3 separate regions of the Sus scrofa genome follow, and all the other regions are linked to region 1. Evidence: chromatin contacts called from public Hi-C and promoter capture Hi-C data. All regions are on one chromosome and are shown on one strand. The core of a region is the stretch at or near the end of the contact, and the rest is flanking DNA. Distances in the headings are between cores, read along the strand shown.

Region 1 (2,811 bases), core at 84-2,583:
AATAACATCACTATGCATTAATATACTAAATTCTTTACATCTGTTACTGATTCATCAAATCAACAAGACATTGATTGCAATTTACAAATGTGAACAATCAAGAATTTGAACTCAGGTCTAACATGAAGTCCCTGCTTTTTCCCGATGCAATGGAAGACACATTAATACGACCCTAAACTAAATGTGCCAAACATTCTGCAAAGTTTGATGTCAAATTCCTTTGATATTTCTATTATCTAAGCAACTGAAGGCAAATTTCATTCCCTTCAAGCTGCATCTACTTTCAGCAACGCTTGTTCAGATCCCTTCAGATTGACTTGTTGTGGTTAGGTAAGTCTAATTTTAAATTCCATCAGGTTAAGGAATTGATCATAAACTAGATCCCCAGCGTGGCTAGCTATACTGAGTTTAATCAATGAGTAAGTATAGGCACAGAATACACAGGCATAGCTTTGGAGCCTCAGGTACAGATACAGTGTTGGGAAAAGAGCACAGCATCTGTCCTTAAAACTATTACGTCATAGTACTGGAACAAAACACTGAACAACAAAAGTCTTCCCTTTCAGGAATGTCTCCGGTTTCTCCTTTCCAACCCTAACTCCCCCGAACTTGTCCAGCAGGACCCTGAAGAGTAGCCCATTGAAACATCAAGCCAATGGCTGGTTTCAGCCCCTGAAAGGATGTCGCCAGCCCTTGTTTTACCGCTCCCTCGCTTCCCTCCCCGCGCCTCGGCGTCCTCTCCCCCATCGCTGCAGAGCAGCCGCGGTCAAGTCCAGGCGTGCCTGGTCTCATCCCACCCGAACGCCCCTCCAGCGGTCCCATTTCAGGCCAGGATTTGGACAGAGGCCTTGGACTCAGGAGCTGCGGGGAAAGGTCCGCCCCAGGGAAGGAGGGTGGCCCCCAACAAAGGAACCTCTGGGCCCAATAATGAGACGATGAGAAAAAGGTTGCGCAGGGGTTTGCAGGGAGCCAGGCCCCAGTCGACCGGCAGATGCCCCGGCCGTAAGATGCTCTTCCCAAGTCCCCGAAGCGCCAGGCGGCATCCAGCCCGCCCCGCCCTCCAGGCCCTCGGCGATACCGAGGCCCCAACGCCAGCAGCCCGGGGTTAGGCCCTCCGCGGCCCACGACGGCCCTCACCTGCCGTTAGAGGCGCCGGCAGGGGGAGGGATCGGGAGGACGCCTCAGGCCGGGATACTTGGGTCGACTGGCACTAGCAGCCCCGCCCTCTCTGCCCACAGAGCGTGCGCCGAGGCGGGAGGCCCGCCCCGTCTCGCCCCCGTCGTCAGCCAATCCCCACTCAAGAAGTCACGCCTGCGCATTCGCTGCCCGACGCCCCAGTTGTCCAATCTCAAAGCCCCGGGATCCACCTTTTGCCATAACAAAAGGACACCGGCATCCAATCAGAATTGAGGAAGTTGTGGGCGGGTCCAGGAATCGCAACACCCAATGACAGTACAGGAGCTAAACTAAGCGTGTGAAAGCCAACCTGAGACAAGCCGCTCTTCAGTTTCAGCAGGACCCTGAAAATGAGGCCAGGAAGGGAGTGTGGCGAATTCTGTCAGCTGTCAGGCAGGAGGTTGGTAAAATCGAACACTGGGCAAGAGAGAAATCATTCAATATCAAGAAGAGGGCAAGTGTGAACATAAAGGGAAAAGTACTGAGGTTCTTCAATTCTAAAAGCAGACTTTTCCATATTTTTAAATTTCCCATTAAGTGCTCCCCTAATGGATTGTACCTCACAGCATCTTACCCAAACTGTTACAAAATTCACAGTGCGCCTGACCATTTATTCATATTTTAGGATTGAGAAAATATCATAGTACTATTTTGGTGTATAGCCCTTTTGATCACTTTATCCCATTTGATCCTCACCGCAACCCATAAAATGAAACTTAAGAGTAAATAAATGTCCTGCTCAAGGTATAGACACAGTGTGAAATGCTGTGTGCCAGGCTTTGTGATGTAATGTAATCTGGCTTTATACCATTCACAGATACCTGGCACTTGACACAAAGCAGCATCCTGCTTGTTTTTAATATTTGTTATTGTTTTTGCTTTGACACATTCTTCTGAGTTATAAAGGTGAGCCATGCGTCTTCCTATTTCTTGACTGACTTCTAGCACAGTTTGCTAAGATAGAGCCTTACCTCTTTTAAGAAATATATTTTAAAAATTCCATTCAGTGTTTGAAAACAGTTTGCTAAGATAGAGCCTTACTTCTTTTAAGGAATATATTTTAAAAATTCCTTCAGTGTTTGAAAACTGTGCCTTGACCAGAATTAAGATACACACCATGATGAAAATTTACACACCATGAGGAGAATGCAATGTAGGAGCTAATAAGTGGAAAATAAGATCCAACGTAAATCTAATAGGGACAAAATGAGAGAGAATGGGTGTGGGCAGTATTCAAAGAATAATAACAGAATTTTTCAGGGTTGTGAAATATTTGAATTAGATTCAAGAAGTACTTATTCTTGAGCAGGATTAAAATATGGAATTCCATACCTGCACACATTATGATGAAACTGCAGAATATCAAAGACTAAGAGAACCGTTAAAAAGAGAGGTTTTTTTTTTTTTTTTTTTCACTAGAAGAACAGGTTTGGGGTTTTTTTCCCGCTTTTAATTTTAAGTAGTGTAAAATATGCATAAAAGATTTATCATTTAAACCATTTTAAAGTATGCTGTTCAGTAGCGTTAAATATATTCTCCTTTTTGTGCAATCAGTCCCTAGAACTTTTCATCTTGCAAAACTGAAACTCTGTGCCCATTAAACAACTCCCCATTCACCTGTTCTGCCTGGCCCTG
Region 2 (2,811 bases), core at 138-2,637, 2.3 Mb before region 1:
TCTAATGCAGCTTCCCAGGTTCCCCTCCCGCTTCCCGCAACCACCCCGAGGGGAAGGCGGGAGGGAGCGCGGACCAAAGAGAAGACTGCTGAGTTCAACACCTTGGCGGTTTTCCCAGTGCGGGAAATTTACTACACAGCAGCCCCTAAGAATTCCATGCAGAAATCACGAAAAGAGAATGCCCTCCCCTCACCCCCGCTAAAATAATAAAAACACGCAGCGGGCGTTCAGCTGGCAACGCTGGGCCTTCCGATGAGCCGAAGTCTGCAATCTGGATGGAGGAAAGATCCCCGGCCAGGCGGAGGCCAGGCGGGAGCTTACAGCCCGGGTCCCAAGCCTGCCGGGGAAGGGGCCCAGGGGCAAGGGATGGGGACTGAGTGGAAGCAGCAACGCCCGCGCGAGCCGCCCCGGGATGGGAGCAGCGGCGGAGTTTTACTTACATAACGCTTCAACTTTTTCTCCGGGGGGGACTTGCGGAGCCATCCCGAGCAGACCACTTCGCCGCCGCTCATGGTGCGCGCTTCTCAGGCTCCGCGCCGGGCGCGCTCCCGACACCGTCGACGCCGGGCGGTCGCGCAAAGGCGGGGACCTTGCTCTACTGCGGCGCACCTCGGGTGGACGGGGTGGACCGGGCGGACGGGCTTCGCGGCGCGCAGGCTCAACGCGTCCGAACTTCTTCCCCGCAGGCAGGTCCTTGGACGTGAGTAGAATCGGGCTGCGCCGCCGAGGCCGACACCTCGGGGCTGGGACCGCGGCCGGGCCGAGGGCGCCCCGGCCTTCCTTCAGTGCGCCCGCCTGGCCGCCAGGCGTGCCGTTCTGCCGGCCGCCTCCGCCGCGCTTCGGCTCCACGGGACTCTGCCCCGGCGCGGAGCCCAAGCCTCGGCCCCCTGCGCTCCGCCCCCTCGGGACAGGACCTCCCAAAGCGCTCTCGAGACAGACACGACGCTGCACGCGCACACACACATACACACTCACACACTCACAAAGCCCCCGGGAGGCGCCCACTCTGGCTCGCCCGCTCTGGGTTTCGGGGCGCCCGGCGCGATCCTCTCCTTCCTCCTCCTCCTCGGGAGAGGGTGGGTCACTTCTCCGCGGCGCCCGGGCAGCGGGGAGGAAAGGGGAAGCCGCGAGGGTCCCGTGGGCACTGGGCGCGGGGCTGGTCCCGAGCCACGGAGGGAGCCGCCGGCTGGGCGTCGCTGGGCAGGGCGCAGGTCTAGCCGGAGGGTGGGTCCGCGCTCGCCGCCGCCGCCGCCGCGGGAGAAAGAAGGCGGAGAGACGAGGAGCTCCGCGGCTAGACTGGGGGGGACCGAGCCCACCGTCCGGTCCCCTCGCGCTCCTCCCGCGCCGCCTCCCCCACCCCGGGGCGTGCGGTAGGTTCCGAGCGGCCCGGCCCCCGGCCCAGATCCCTCCCTCTCTCGGCCTCCCGGCTCCCTCTTCCTCCCTTCCCTCCTCCCCTTCCCACGTTCGGCCGGCTCCGGTTTCTGCCTAGACTTTCTCTGAAACTCCGCCGGAGCGCTTCCAGCCAAAACAACAAGGGCCGGGGAGGAGGAGACGCACGGAGGGAGGGAGCGAGAGAGGGAGGGAGCCGGAGTCCGAGAGGCACCCTGGGATCTGTAGTTCGGGAAGCTGGAGAGGGGTCCTTGGCCGCCTGGCTGCATTGGCGCCGGGAGCCCCCCGCGGGGTCCTCGCTGGGAATAGCGGCCAGGCCTCGGAGAGAGTAGCGCTCCGGGGCTCGGTCTGCTGAAGGAGTGAGGAACGTTTGAATGTTCGGTCTGGGGATTGCCATGTTGGCTCAGCCGAGTGTCAGTTTGGAGTTTGTTCGGTTTGTTTAATCAGGGGTTTGGGCGGGGGGTGAGGGGGCCTCTACTTGACGGCCGGAGGGAGACCGCGCGCCCTGAGAGTCCTCGACCCCTGTGCCCCGGCCCTCGAGGTTGAAGGTCAGACACCAGGAGAACAAGGGCGCAGGGGATCGCGCTAAGGCACCCAGTCTGGAGAGGAGATCAGAAGGGGACCCTTTCGGGCCGCTGTGGGCTGGACCTTGGAGCAGCCTTGCCTGAGTAATGGGAGTTCTTACTGGGACCAAAGATTTGGTTGAATCTCTCTCTGGGACATTTTGAAGTCACTCTCCCTCCACTTGTAGCCAGTTTCTTCCACTTGACTTTGGATTTGTTTAAAATCTACCCTTGGGATGTTGAACCAGAAAAGGGAAACTTTACTAGACGTCTTAGCTCTATTTGCTTGCGTGTGTGTATTGCAATTATGATACCTGGTCCTGAGTTTGACACGATCCTGTAATAGAAATATAAATTTATTTGTGAAAAACAAAGCCCCCAAACAAATTTTAGAAGGTAATATAAATAAATGAGATAAAAGTGCTAAAAATAGTAGATGAGTGAACATTTCTGGAAAAACCTAACCTCAGGCACTTGCTTATTAATAACAGTACTGGCATTCAAAAGTTTCTCTTGAGTTTGAAAAGGTTTACCATTATAGCAGGAAAATAGGTGCTGGGTGGTGACAAAGTTCCCTGCACTCATGGAGGTGACATTTCTGTGGTGGCAGAGGATAAACAGGGGTCAGCACAAGTACAAATTGTGATAAATGTTGTGCCCTGGGGAAAATAAACACGGTAAATTGGAAGAATAACCAGATGGGACTAGGTCAGATAGAATGAGAGAAGTCTTCCTTGAAGATAAGCTAGCCAGAGATGAGAAAGGTGTTTGTAAAGAAAGAGGAGATTTATACTTGTTTTGTAGAAAAATCAAAGAGATAAGGAGGATTGAGAGAGAAAAAACAAGCAAGAGGGTTCAT
Region 3 (2,811 bases), core at 215-2,714, 2.1 Mb before region 1:
TCAACCTTTAAAACAAAAACACTGACTGTTTTTTAAGGTCCAACGTGACAGCCAGAATAGGGCAGTGGATGGGAATATGGATGAGAGTATTAAGAATGTTCTCCCATTAAGATGTTTTCAGAGCAGGGAAGCAAACGCGGTGTGTACATGAGAGGCACATATTAAATTTCCAAGAGAGATTTTCTTGGGGTGGAAGGACCCTTACCTGTGGAAGAAATGCTTGCAAAAACTTCTTGCAGGGAAGGCAGCAGGGTGGAGGGCTCCCCCTTCCAGATATTCTGCAGCAAGTTACTCACTTTTGTCACCTGCGAGACATATTCCCGCAGCTCTTTCTCCTGGGTGGACACGCACTGGAAGTGGCCTATCGTTCGAACCAGCTGTTGACAAAAAGTGATGGACAACTTCCCCTTGGGGATGCACTGCACGAAGTCGCTCAGGAGGTCGCTGAGTCGGGCGCACAGGTGCGGCTCGGGCCTCTCACACACCATCCGATGCACCTCCACCTGCAGCAGGCTGAAGAGGTCCAGCACCGAGGGGCAGCTCATGATCAGTTTCAAGCCGTTGTGAATGTAGTCCAGGATGGCTACGTCCTTCCTGTCCAGCGAGTGGTAGCCCTGCTGAAGGAGGCCCAGCACGAAAGTCTTATTGAAGAAGGACTCGAATTCTGGCCGGTGGTACCGCGCGTAGGCCTCCAGCACTTGGTGGCCCACTTGCCGCTGAAAGGGGTCCTGGCCCTCCAAGATAAGCCGGGTCGTCAGGTCAAACATGGCCTCGCACTGCGCCTCGTCCAGCCAATTCTCCGCCGACTCCACCACCTTCCTCACAATCACCCGTTTTAGGGGCAGGGGGTGCGAAGAGCTCACCAGGCCCTCCAGGATCTTGTCCATTGTCGCCACGCTGCAAAGCCAGGGCCAGGTGGTAAGGAGCGGGCAGCCACAACCCCGAGGTGTGCCTGGAGAAACCCGGGACGGAGGTGAATTTGGAGAGCAGCAGCTGGACCGACCACCGCCACTGCCTGCTCAGTAGCCTCATTTATCGGGCAGAGAGGGCCATCCAAGCCCGGGCGGGAGTTGGCAAGCCTGGGGCGCGTAAGAACCGGCACCGTCAGCGGTGGGCCTAAGAAGCCAGAGGCCCACACTCCGCCGCTGCCCCGGGCCCGCGGTCCCCTTCAGCATCAGCGCGGAGAGGCCAGCGGGGCCCCCCGGAGGCGGCGGACGTTCAGGCCCCGGGGCTGAGAGCGGGAAGATGAGGAAGTGCGCCTCCGCGACCCGTGGCAGATGTGGGAGTCCGGACTCCAACAGGTCGCGGGATAAAACCCGCCCTGGGTAGAGTCAAGAGCTGCTGTCACGGAGGGTGCCGGATCTGCCGGGGAGAAGTGGAGGTGGACACCCTTGACCCGGATGCAGAAGTGCAGCAAACAGGAAGTGAAGGAAATCGGAACTTCGGAAAGGCCCGCCCCTCCGCCCCTCCGCCCCTCCGCCCCTCCGCCCCTCCGCCCCTCCGCCCTCCGCCCCTCCGCCCCTCCGCCCCTCCGCCCCTCCGCCCCTCCGCCCCTCCGCCCCTCCGCCCCACCCTTCACCCTCCTTCTCCGCCCCAGCTCGTTTACACACTCCCGGGCTGCGCTCGGGGGCCCGCCCCGCCCCTTCGGTGCTACGCAAGCGCGGCCGCCTCTCTTGGAGTCGCGCGGCGACGCCCCCATCGCAGGGGATCCTTTGTAAGTGGTAGGCGGCTTTTCTGGAGGAGCGGCCAAGGAGCGGAAGTGTTAGAAGTGGCTGCGATTCTAGGATTCCCACCTTCCGATCTCTGGATCTCTGTCCGTTCTGTCCCGGTCAGGTTGCTTGTGATAGGCTGATAAAAGTTTATTTATGTAAAATCTTGTTAATGAGAAAGTTTTGGAAGCAGGAGTAGAAAAGCATTTGGGGAGAAAGTAAGGAAAAGAACTCAGAATTCGGATTGAAGGCAAATCGTTTAAGGTCTTAGATCTTTCATCAGTAAATGAGCTAGGGTTCTTAAATGCCAGTGCTTTACTCTTACATTGTGGTAAGGGATGTGTTGGCGGCAGTATACATTTGGAAACAGTTGTCAATAGAGGTTTGCTTTAGCAAGCTTTTAGCAAATCTCTTTCTCTCTCTCTCTTTTTTTTATTTGTAGGGCTACACCCGTGGCATATGGAAGTTCCCAGTCTAGGCGTTGAGTTGGATCTGAGCTATGTCTGTGACTTACACCACAGCTCGCTGCAACGGGGTATCTTAACCCACTGAAGAGGCCAGGGATGGAACCTGCATCCTCATGGAGCCCAGTCGGGTTCAAAGGTTCTTTACCACTGAGCCAGATGGGGAACTCCAGCAAATCTCTTTTAAATGAGCTTTTATGGCATATGGAAAATTTGTAAGTTGTCCAGAAAATGGGTGTAGAGTAAGGTAAATGATAGGTGAGAAAGAACGAAAGAGTATTTTGAAAAATAAAATACAAGCTTAAATTTTCATAATGTTTATATGTATGCTAACACTGAAGATGGTTTATAATGAAGAACAGATGAAGTCATCCTCCTTGTAGTCTTTCAAGTTAAACTGCAAAGATTCACAGTAAGAATTTAGTCTTTAATCAGAGGCCTTTAATTTGGAAAATATTGCCTAATTATAGCCCTGTTAAGTCTTCACCAATGTAATTGTGAAATCATTAGTGGCCTGTGATACTGACAAACTTTAAAAAATGGTTCATTTAAAGTATCCAGTGGAAAAATGAACAAATTGTAAGCTATTTACTTTGCTAAATAGTGTTTTGGTTTTTACCAATTTATAAAATGGTTAT

Evidence for each region. Promoter capture Hi-C pulls out the DNA fragments that hold promoters and counts their contacts. Hi-C and Micro-C count contacts between places; a contact is called where the count stands out from the background.
Region 2: a contact with region 1 is called in a promoter capture Hi-C map of liver, with 7 times the contacts expected there. The contact joins the promoter of GAB1 here to the promoter of SCOC in region 1. A contact is called at or near these places in 1 of 5 promoter capture datasets (liver) and 1 of 47 Hi-C or Micro-C datasets (heart right ventricle).
Region 3: a contact with region 1 is called in a Hi-C map of liver, with 9 times the contacts expected there. The contact joins the promoter of USP38 here to the promoter of SCOC in region 1. A contact is called at or near these places in 1 of 5 promoter capture datasets (liver) and 2 of 47 Hi-C or Micro-C datasets (heart right ventricle and liver).

The regions. Positions count from the first base shown.
Region 1 is chr8:86,689,358-86,692,168 of Sscrofa11.1, forward strand. SCOC (short coiled-coil protein) reads right to left here and starts at 1,334. Exons shown (of 5, transcript XM_003357017.4): 1 at 1,278-1,334; 2 at 1,138-1,276. The coding sequence starts at 1,319. LOC110262150 (a long non-coding RNA gene) reads right to left here and starts at 1,133. Exons shown (of 2, transcript XR_002346763.1): 1 at 1,079-1,133. LOC110262151 (a long non-coding RNA gene) reads left to right here and starts at 1,372. Exons shown (of 4, transcript XR_002346765.1): 1 at 1,372-1,576.
Region 2 is chr8:84,390,124-84,392,934 of Sscrofa11.1, forward strand. GAB1 (GRB2-associated-binding protein 1) reads right to left here and starts at 1,388. Exons shown (of 12, transcript XM_003129177.6): 1 at 441-1,388. The coding sequence starts at 512.
Region 3 is chr8:84,599,580-84,602,390 of Sscrofa11.1, forward strand. It overlaps USP38 (ubiquitin carboxyl-terminal hydrolase 38), which reads right to left and starts at 1,465. Exons shown (of 10, transcript XM_021100666.1): 1 at 206-1,465. The coding sequence starts at 887.